Linked DNA regions of Mus musculus: region 2 is linked to region 1. Evidence: chromatin contacts called from public Hi-C data. All regions are on one chromosome and are shown on one strand. The core of a region is the stretch at or near the end of the contact, and the rest is flanking DNA. Distances in the headings are between cores, read along the strand shown. Region 1 has its middle 26 kb from the start of Lpgat1. Region 2 has its middle 19 kb from the start of Nek2.

Region 1 (5,551 bases), core at 168-2,667:
CGAACTCAGAAATCCCCCTGCCTCTGCCTCCCGAGTGCTGGGATTAAAGGCTTGTGCCATTTTCTTTAGAAAATTCTTTATTTCTAGAAAAATGCAAAAGGAGTAAAAAGTAGGGCTGTTAATCATTACTTTATCAGTCCCTTTTTTTTGTCTCAATGTTTTTTTTAATACAATTTGAGAATATGTTGCACATATCTTAAAAACTTCAGTGTTTCCTAAGAATAACAATAATGTCTCTAAATAAGTACTGTTAAGTTATTCAGAAAATTTAACATTAATACAGTGCTTTTATCTCATGCATAATGCATAGTCATCAGTTGATACAATAATGCCTTTTGTAGCACCTCTCTTCCCAATTTGAGATCCAGTCTAGAGACACACATTATCTTTAGAGTGACATCCTTTTTTTAAATTTTTAATTCTGGAACTGTGCATTAGCCTATCTTTGTTCCTTTTGTGACATTGACATTTCTTTTAAATGAATACAGGCTAGTTCTTTTATAGACCATTCCTCAGTGCAGGTTTGGCTGATGTCTTGTGGTTAGATTTTTGGTTATGTGTTTTTGGCTAGGATCCTATATAAATAGTGTACACTTTTCAGATACCATCTCTGTAGGCACGGCACCCTCTTGCTTCTTAGTGCTGAGATTGACCACACTTTAGGAAATACTTGACTACTTTGAGAACTATTGGAATAGACACTTTCTAACCCATGGGCCTCAGAATTCTTGGGAATTGTCTGGGTTGTGTGTTAGTCTGTGAGGATACTTATTACCCTCCTGCTGCTTCAGAAGGTGATTGATTGCCCATTAGCCACAGCTACTGTGATATTCATATCTCCTGTATGCAGTTGCTACCTTCACCCATGTCATCCTTAGTAACTCTAGACCCTGGTTTTTAATCTGTGAAATATATCATGTAACATAAATCCAGCCCTGCTGTCAATGGTATTTTGAAATTAGCAGAGACAAGGTAATTTGCTTCTTGCCACATTTTTACAGGGTACAGCTTCCTCTGACGTGGCTGTTTGTAACAGCTTATCAGTTTTGTCCATGAACTGTAATTGGTTTACTTTATTATTTACATTGCCATGAAAAGTGTCTAGCAACTTTCCTGATTACTTCCTACGTGACAGAGTATACCGTTCTCTCATTATTCATTCATCTTACCATCCACTGAATTCCAGCTTATTGCCGGTCCCTATGCTATGCATAATCTCTTAACAGCTGGAGAAGACTCTGTTTGCACCATCCTATAGACAAGTAAACAGAATTAAATGTCTTTCTTGACACCAAACAACGAACATTTCGTCACCCTGGGACCTAACTCAGTTCTTGATTAACTAGAAATGATTCTGCCTGGATGCCATCATGCTGGGAGGGTAAGTGGAGAGTGACATTCCTCAATTTCAACATACTGGCTTAGAGCACCTGGCAGCACTCCAGTGCAGCTCGAGGGCAAAGGAAAGCTCAACCTTACAGAATGGCTGGGAAACTTCAATGTTGAAATAATTATTAATAAATCACCACGGCAGCTTCACTACCTGTCTCAGTGGTTTATGCTGCCCAATGAAAGACACACATATTTGAATATGCCTTAAACAGCACAGTAGCTGGAGCACTGCCTGACCTCCACTGCTGATAGAATCTACCTCCCGCCGATAATTCCAAGTTACTACTTATTAAATTCCTTGTTCTATCTTGGCTGCTCTACACCCAGTTGGGCAGCCCTCTGGGCCCCGCTCTCCCGGCTCCATCACATGGCGGCTATGCCTCTCTGTCCTGTGCTCTTCACAGACATCTCTCCTCTCCTCCACTCTCCCCGCATGGTGGATCTCTTCCTTCTTCTCCTCTCAGTCCCATGCCTGGGAAATCCTAAAACCCACCTCTGTCCGACCTCCCCAGCTATTGGTTGGTGGCGTCTTTATTTCCCAATTGGAACCAACTGAGGGCAGGTTCCCAGAAGCAACCTGCAGACATTCCTGTAAGCAGGTTTTTTTGGAGAACATAATTAGCATTTGTCATACAAGCAGCTGCACTTCAAGAACTTTCTCTTTCAGCCCTTCAGGAGAAAACCCAAAATAATTTCACAATAGATTTCTTTGAAATCGCTGAAAATGAAGATACAATCATTACATTTCCTCTTCCATGTCTCACTCTTCTGTCCTTGGGCTATTTTCATGGTTTTATACTCAGAATTGTTCCATGCCTGATTGCTGTCATCCTGGGGTTTGAGATGACGCAGGATGTTGTGATATAATCTCCAAGAGTCACGTGTGTAGCTTCCATTCTATCTTTACAAAACGTTTGAAAAGGCCTTTAGCGATATTAGAGCAGCAGGCTGCAGGTGAGGCTTACATTTGCACTTTAAGGAATCCCCTTACAGTTTTCCAGAGTGGCTACATTAATTTACATTTTCAACAGCAATGAATGAGGATTCCTTCATTCAAACCACCATGCTACCGTGCCCAGTTCCTAAACTTAATATGTAAGAGTACGTATTTAAAATATGTGTGTTGGGGTGATCTTTTTGTGCCCTATGTAAAGATTGTCTTTGTATTACTCAAATGCTGATTCCTGTGCCAGCAGAGAGTTGCACACCTGGACTTTGATATTTTTATTCATATGGATATGTTATATCTTGTAAACATCCCTCTAACACCTCTTGATAGTTTTAATAAAGAGCTGAACAGCCAATAACTGAAGGATGAGAAGAAAGGTAGGACTTCCAAGAAGAGATAGAAACTATGAGAAAAAAAAAACAAAAACACATGGGAGATTGATCAGTTAGACATAGAGGCAAGAGATTCACAAGCCAGACATGGAAGATGAAGCAAATGCCAGTATTCAGGAGGTAACTAGTCACATGGTAGAACATAGACTAGTACAAATGTGTTAATTTAATGTATAAGAGCTAGTTATGAACAAGCCCAAGCAAAGGCCTTAAGCATTCATAATTAATAAGAGGTCTCCATATCATTATTTGAGAGCTAGCAGACCAAGGAAGTCACATTATAATTTGCACCCATTGTATGGAATAATCCAAATTTAAAGCCTGAAAAACGAGCCAGGTAGAAAGCAGGGTAAACGTTTCCCTAGCATCCATACACTGCTCTGAACTTGGTGGGAGAATAGGTCCTATAAGATCTGAAAAGCCTTACGTCCGGGATGTCCCACTCACAGAGACGCAAAGACAGAGATCCATGCAAAATGCAAGAGGTTTATTGATCCAGCATGCTGGGGTCGTCCTGAAATCGGGATGGAAGTGACCCCAAGTAGCTAAAGCACACATCTTTAATACATTTTTTAGAGCAGTTCTCAGTCACAGTTTAGGGCTGGCAGTTTATCATTGGCTAACCTTTAACTGCATTAAGGGGGCAGACTTAAGGACCAGAGACATTGGATAGGCTTTTCTAAACAATCAGAGGACTATCTCTTAGCAGGTAAACTTAAGGACCGGAGGCAAATTCTGGGAAAAGAACATCTTGACATTTACTTAACTTTTTACAACAGTGGTTATTTTGAGCTACCACAAATCTTACAGTCTCAGTGTATAGAAGCCATGGTTTCTTCCAAACACAGCACTGTGTGTGAGCTAACAGTGCCTTTAGTAGAACCAAAGTTATGCTTATCCCCGACTAGCTTACAAATAAATTAGACTCAGATTATGGTTATTTTATTTGCCTTTTACAGTTACTGGGGGATAACCCCTAATCAACTTTTCTAACTGCTGGCCTGGCTCCCTCCACAGCCATGTACCCCAGATACTTGCTGTTTCTCCTGGCCGTGCTCATAATACTTCTCTTCTCATGGCACCTTCTCCTTTCTCTTCCTCATACTCTCTCTTTTCCCCCACTCAACCAGGTAATTCAAAGACCCACCTCCCTCTAGACTCCCCAGGAATAGACTGTAGCCATTTTTACTTAACCAACAGTTTTAAATTAAGGAACAAGGTTTGCACAACAAAAACTGGTAAACGGAGAATTCAGTCCAATAAATACATAGCAACAGCCCAAACTCCAACAATTCCCTGGTTTTGTCTAAATAAAAAGGTTCTTTCACCTTTAATCCCAGCACTTGGGAGGCAGAGGCAGGCAGATTTCTGAGTTGAGGCCAGCCTGGTCAACAGAGTGAGTTCCAAGACAGCCAGGGCTACATAGAAAAACCCTGTCTTGAAACCCCCCCTCCCCTCCAAAAGAGGTTCTCTCAGTTATAATATTAAACATCATACAGTAGAAACAAATATGAATAACTGTGAAAACTATTAGGTAAGTGTTGTGTCCAGCCAACAGATCACAACATGGGTTCTAGCCTGGAAAGGTATTTTGGAAACCTGGAAGAGAAGAGGGGCTAGGCGGCGAGATAAAGAAATGTAGCTAAGACAGTCATTCTGATCAAATCTCAATTTTATTGTTCTGCACGCAATTATAAAGCAGGGGAAAGGGGCCCGATTCCCGCCAATTAATCTTGGAATCCAATAGCAGGGTGACCACGTGCACGGCTCCGAACAGCAAAGCAGCAGGTTCCAGCAGTGGGCATGGCAGAATGATTGAGTGGGAAGCTCCACCCCTGAGCAAGCAAGTTTCAGGCTGGGGGAGGGGAGACTACAGGTAAGAGTTACATTTAAAAAGTCTAGTCTGTTAGTATTTGTCAACTCAGGAGGAAGTATTCTATTATCTATCCTATCCTGGTGAGTTCAGAGTTTTGTATCTAAATCAATTTCTATCCTAACTTGCATTATCAACCTGAAAACATCTTCTTAGACCTAGAAAATCTTCTTAAATCATAAATTTATAATCCTTAAGCTTATATAAGTAAGACTATGACTATCTAGTCTTCAATGCCATCAGACATCTGAGAAGGAATAAATATTACCTGAGTATGCAAGAAGCACAAGGACACAGCCTCCAAAATTATAGAAATGACAGAGATAGCTGACAGTCCCCAATATTTTCTATAACGTTGGAGCATCTATCTTCAGCCTTCTGGCCCAGAATATCTGACAGATCTTCTGTGAAGCAGGAATTATAAAGGACTTACTTATTCTGTCTTGGCAGAGCTTGGCAGTCAACTTCCCTGCATCTGTTTATCCTTTATGGACAGCATTCTGTCTGCAGATGAAGTTAGGGCATTTCCCCCCCACCCCCATTGGCTAGTTTGCCACAAATAAAGCCATCTCCAAATGGAGGTCCTTTGGTGCTCATCATCTTCCCAAGTTGTATGGGGTACTGCCAAGAGCTGACATGTCTCAGTGTCAAAAAGCCTTAAATTAACAAAAACATCTTTAAATGCCATCTTCTGTGAGTCTATGAGCTTTTTGAAGACCATCTATCTATTTATAGTATATCTGAACAAGCAAATATTGCCTGTCTCCAGCTACCTACTATCTGTACAACCCAGGATGTATATTTCTGTTGATAATCCAGACTCGTACCTGAAAAGACCATGAGTTTGACTGACTTGCTGTTAACTTGCACTACTTAATTACCCTAAACAGTTTTTATTTTTAAATTTATATTATAGGCACAATGCCTGTCTGAGAGTTGAAACAT
Region 2 (5,615 bases), core at 1,498-3,997, 110 kb before region 1:
GTTTTATTTCCTGCTTAGCCCTGACCCCAGTGTGCTTGAAGGCTGTGCCCCAATGGGGCCAGCTTGGCTCAAGTTAGGTCTAGAGTGACCATACGTGCTGTTAAGTGTGTTGTCCTGGAAGCTGTTTATGGAGTGTGACTGTGGGTGCTGATGTCTGTCCCCTCTGGAGGGCTCCCTGGCTGCAGGGGCTTGATTTCTCGGATTAAGACCGAGAAATGAACACAGCAGAGGAATGTGAGAGACCCAGGCTATCTGCTGGAGGTCTGGAGCCCCCTGTGCTGTAAGGTAGAATCCTCAGGGCCTGAGCCCTGGAGCAGCAGCCATGTGAGGGAGCTGTACTGGCTGGTTTGTGTGTCAACTTGACACAAGCTGGAGTTGTCACAGAGAAAGGATCCTCCTTTGAGGAAATGACTCCATGAGATCCAGCTGTGGGGCATTTTCTCAATTAGTGATCAAGGAGAAAGAGGGCCCATTGTGGCTAGTAGTCTTGGGTTCCATAAGAAAGCAAGCTGAGCATGCCAGGGGAGGCAAGCCAGTAAGGAACATCCCTCCATGGCCTCTGAATCAGCTCCTGTTTCCTGACCTGCTTGAGTTCCAGTCCTGACTTCCTTTGGTGATGAACAGCAATGTGGAAGTGTAAGCTGAATAAACCCTTTCCTCCCTAACTGGCTTCTTGGTCATGATGTTTGTGCAGGAATAGAAACCCTGACTAAGACAGGAGCTTTTAAGAATTTCAGGCTCTGACTATATCCAGACCTACCGACCTCTTCCGCCTGGCCAGTTGCTATACACCTTCTTGGGCATGGGGATGACCCTGCAGACTGGTGACACTATCAGACAAAAGCACAGCTCGGGGAATGTTTGAGAATTAGCCTCTGGCTTACTGACACTTGGTTTTCTTTACTAAAGGGTTAAAGATAGTCCCCATCTCAGGACTGACTTTTAAAACTGTGGAGATGACATTTGGTAATGCATGTCCGGTGCTGGGGCCCTGGAGCGAGAACCGCAAACATTGGCCAATTACAGTTTTATTATTTATTGTAACAGCGACCCTCCCCGTCTACAGCATCGGACACTTCCGAGATCAAATCTTTTGGGTAAATGGTGAGGTTATGATGCTACCTGGCTCTTGGCCTTCTGGGTGTGAGGGTTAATGGGACAAAGGTTGTCAGGAATCTGGATCTCAACTTGGTCTAGGAGCGGCAGCCTGTAAGTCAAGTTGCACAGGCAATCGGTCCCCAGACACCAGGCAGTATATCATTGTCCTGGGTGATCTGAACAAGGAAGGGCGTGAATAGGTAAGGCTAGAGATGAGGTACTCTGAGGGTGACATGATAAGGAGGTGTCTGTGGAAGAGAGGACCCATGTTTTTCCAAAGCAGAGTTTGCCTCACACCCACCAAGACCTTCCTGTGCTGGAAATAGTGTGACTTGTAACCCGAGTGCTTCCTGTTACCTCACGGAATGTGATGTGACCTGAATGAAGCTTCTGCCACTGCTGTGGACAACTGCCCAAGCGGGTCAGACAGGCCAAAGGAGATTTGCAAACCCAATGAGCTCATTTCTAGAACTTTCGTGTTCTGACCAACTCCCCTGCCAGTAACTTTTAAGGGATGATAATGCAGGGACCTTCCCCTGTCATTCAGACTTCTAGGAGGTGGCTGTACGTCATTCTGCAGCCTCCAGTCTTCTACAGCAGGCCCAGGCACAACCTTCACAGAAAGCAGTTTCCTCACCTCCTTCCAAGAATTCCCCGGGGCAAAGATGGCTGAGTCACTGGCCAGGTCAGACTCAAGCTCTTCCAAAGGGAAGAAAACAAGCCAGGGTGGGGACCTTGCATTCTAGGATGAGACCCTGGGAGGAAGGGACCTAGAGGTTTTCCCTAAGTCCTGAGATTATGTGCATCCCCAGTGCACTTGCCTGGCTGGGTTTAGACAGGCTCCCTGTGCAGTGGGCTCCAGGCTGCCAGCATATGGGAGTGCTCATCTGAGATTCCCACTAGGGCTTCCTACGTGACTGAGAAAGCATTCCAGTGAGCTATGTGCCAAGCAGAGGGGAGGGAAAGCTTTCGTTCTTTCGGGAACACACTCATTTAGCTACAAATGCTCCCTGGTTCTCCTGACTCCGTTGTCTGGATTCTTGAAAGCCACCTAAGGTTCTAAGAAGAAGGGAGACTTCTTGATTAATAGTCTGGACTATATCTTGAAGAGATGTGGTGTGAACTGTGATTTGAAGAGGAAATCCACCCCCACCCCCACCCCCAGTTATAGCTCTGACTCATGGGAAGTTGAGGGTGTCAGTGATGTGTCAGCCTCTCCGTGCACTCAGATCTAGAAATACCTGCTACACCTGTTTGGAAGAGGGTCAGATGTCGCTTGGGAACAGGTGTCCCTCCCTGCCCACTTTGCTCCTGAGAGAGCCTCACAGACAGAATTGACCCTGTTGCTCCACCTTATCCAAGCTTCTGACTCCTTGAGCACATCCTAGTCTCTTAGCCCCAGGCTTCTGGACTCCAGCCTCCCCTCCCCCACTGCAGCTTCCTCTACCTTTCTTCCTTCCCACAAGCATCCCCAGCACGAATCCCTCTCTCCTACATAAAGCCTGTCAAACAGCCGCCATGCTGACCCCCTGTGGGATGTCGTGAAGGACTAGTGGTCTCTACAGCTACTTAACTTCTTAGCAGAGCCATTGAACAGTCCCTGGTTAACCTCGGGACCGATTCCAGGATTGCCACACCAAGCCCTGAATTGCTCCCATAAAATAAATTAGCATTGTATTTGCATATTACCTACCTACTTCCTCCTGCATATATTAGCGTTCTCTAGGCAACTTACAATGCCTGTGCAGTGTAAGCCTACATTACCATTCCGAGGGCAATCCTAAGAAAGAGTTCAGGAGTAACCATAGCACATATTGAAAGATCCTGACAGAATGTAAAAGGACACAGAAGCCCTGAAATTGGCAAGATAGATGTCAGTGTTAGCAGAACTAGCTTCACAGATTTAGAAAAATAGAGGTGCACAATGCTCTGGCCACTCCTTGAACCTGTGTGTCTGCCAATGTTTTGACCGTTCCTTGACCCATGTGTGTGCCCACGGATGAAGCCCATTGCCAGGTGTTTGTGATATTGGTTGCTGGGAAAGAGTCAGAAAATCTCCCCGGCCAATCCTGAGTTGCTACACCTGCATCAGACTCTTTCCTTGTACCCCTCCCATACCCATTTCTTGAGAATAGACATTGTTTAGATCTGGAAATCCCCTACTCTCCCCCTCTCCTTCCCCCCCCCCCGAGGGCCTAAAAAACTGGGACCTCTTTCCCCTCGAGGTCGACTCCTCTACCCCTGCGTGGGATATGAGTCGTCCCCCAGAGCTCTGGCTCCCCCCCCCCCAATAAAGCCTCATGTGGTTTGCAACAAGCTCGGTCTCTCGTGAGTTCTTGGGTGTCCGCTATTGTCCTGAGGCCTGAGTGAGGGGCTCCTTTCGGAGTCTGTCAATAGCAATGCATAACACGTAAAAGAGAGTTTCTGTCCAGGGTTGGCTGAACCTTTGGGTTGGGAGGGCCCATTACACCAGAGCAGTGTTCCCACCGCCTGGGCTTCAGTCTGCTCTCACTTATTCTAGGTGTTTGAGGATTTAAAATAAATAAATAAATAAATAAATAAATATTTTAAAATCTCTTTTATGTTTGGTTGGTTCTAGGCGATCTCATAGAAAGTTTTTTTTTTGTTTTTTTGTTTTGTTTTGTTTTGTTTTGTTTTGTTTGGAAAGGGTTACAACTATGTAGCCCAGGCTGGCCTTGAATTCACAATCCTCTTGCCTTCTAAGAGTTAGGATTACAGGTATGTTGCATTTTTGAGGTACAAAGACCATCCACTATGCTGTATGAGTCCCTGTTTCCTGTCTATAGATGTCTTGCCAAAAGGAAATCCTCAGAAATGTTGATATATACTCCAAAAGGCAAAAACCTCAAGGAATTACGTAAAACAAGCCAGTCACAAAAGGGTAAATGAGGGATTTGGCTAAATTGTTAGAGCATTTGTCAAATACACACAGAGACTGGGTTCGGTCCCCAGCACTCCTTACAACAAATGTGGTGGAACTAGCCTCTGATACTAACACTCAAGAGGTATAGGAGCAGGAGTTCCAGGTTCAACAAGCCAGGGTGGGGACCGTGCATTCTAGGATGAGACCCTGGGAGGAAGGGACCTAGAGGTTTTCCCTAAGTCCTAGCTATATAGCAAGTTCAAGGCCAGCTTGGGATATACAAAAAAACCCTGGCTAAGAAAGAAAGCAACGACAGATAAATATAACACTTGGATCATAGGAGGTATGTAGACTTCCCACATTCATGGAAATGTGCCAGAGTGGTGACCTGTAGAGCAGAGAGGTGAGGGATGGAGTCACTGTTGTAGAGTCTCCATATTGGAAGACAAAATAGAATTGCATATGGGATCTACCATAGAGTGTATACCCTCAGCACTGTCCACGATATACTAAGATGTGTTAGGTTAACAAATTGTCTATTATGCTTATTTTTCCAGAAGCAAACATTGTTTTAAGGACTGAGTGTAGCTTCATGGTGGAGCACTTGCCTAGTGTGTGTGAGATGTGAGACCAGAAATCCCACTCTTAAATGAGAAATCATTAAAATCTCCCCACAGGAATACCGTAAAGGTTTGCTGTGTCAGATGATACATGAAAACACAGCATTAATGTGTTGAGATCAGAAAGGGGTGTGACTTGATGGGCTACTGGGACTTGGTTTTATGTGAGTCTCTCAGGTGGTGCTGGTTTTGAAAGCATGAGGGGGTCATGGAGAGCAGCTGAGGCTCGGTACCGTGAGAAGACAGGAGAGGCTATTGGTGAATATGGAGTCTCAGTGGAAGCAGAAGACCCAGGATTAAAAAGGTCACGGAGAGAATTTGAGTCTTTGGCACCATGTGGGAGTGTTAGAGTCCCTGAAAAAAGCCCATGGTTGTTAAAGATGCAACGCAATCAGAACAGACCCCAGCATTTTGGAAATACCATGGGACAGTTGCTAAGGACAGCAGTAGCTGTGGAGTAACTGAGCCTAGGACTCTGCTGTGTGTGCTGTGGCAAGCTTTTGGGAGCCTAGAAGATTGTGAGTCAGACATTTAGCTTCACACTGCTAGATTTTGGGTTTGCTTTGCTTTGAAAGTAACTGGGTCCTGATTTTTCTCTTCTGCTGTAGGAAATATGTAACTTATTATATTTTTTAATTTTATTTTAAAGAGCCTACAATTAAGAGATTTGAAATTTTAGAGAGACTTTAGATGTTTTAAAGATACTGTACTTTTTTTTTAATTTGAGGGGTATTTATTTATTATTTGTGAATCACACATCCATTATTCGATTGTGTTCAGCTCCCACTCTTCCCATGTCTACCCCCTCCCCCATAGCATCCTTCCCTCCAAAAAGGAAAAAGAAAGTCCATTCTTGTGGGGAGTGGGTGTGGCGGCAGTCCCAAAGGCGCCAGGGACTGCAGCTAAGTCATATGACTTGCACCTGACTTCCTCATATAAGACACAAACATCTTGAGTGCTGCGCAGGTGTACCAGGATACAGGTGAATCCAATTTGGTGGAGATTTGCCCCTG

What was found. Hi-C and Micro-C count contacts between places; a contact is called where the count stands out from the background.
Region 2: a Hi-C map of epidermal suprabasal cells shows a contact between it and region 1, with 3 times the contacts expected there. The contact joins two enhancer-like sites. A contact is called at or near these places in 1 of 15 datasets of contacts at CTCF or cohesin (pro-B cells), 11 of 484 Hi-C or Micro-C datasets (the C2C12 cell line, CD8 T cells, bone marrow-derived macrophages and 7 more) and 4 of 115 datasets of contacts at active chromatin or transcription factors (bone marrow-derived dendritic cells, embryonic stem cells and large pre-B cells).

Annotation. Positions count from the first base shown.
Region 1 is chr1:191,689,322-191,694,872 of GRCm38.p6, reverse strand. No RefSeq gene overlaps it. Among named protein-coding and RNA genes, the nearest start is that of Lpgat1, 26 kb to the left of the region's middle. Within about 2 kb of position 1,417, at least 13 of the 459 cell types and tissues checked have an H3K27ac peak or open chromatin away from gene starts, as enhancers often do. A contact at or near this core is called in epidermal suprabasal cells, where this site is marked.
Region 2 is chr1:191,799,388-191,805,002 of GRCm38.p6, reverse strand. No RefSeq gene overlaps it. Among named protein-coding and RNA genes, the nearest start is that of Nek2, 19 kb to the left of the region's middle. Within about 2 kb of position 2,747, at least 105 of the 459 cell types and tissues checked have an H3K27ac peak or open chromatin away from gene starts, as enhancers often do. A contact at or near this core is called in epidermal suprabasal cells, where this site is marked.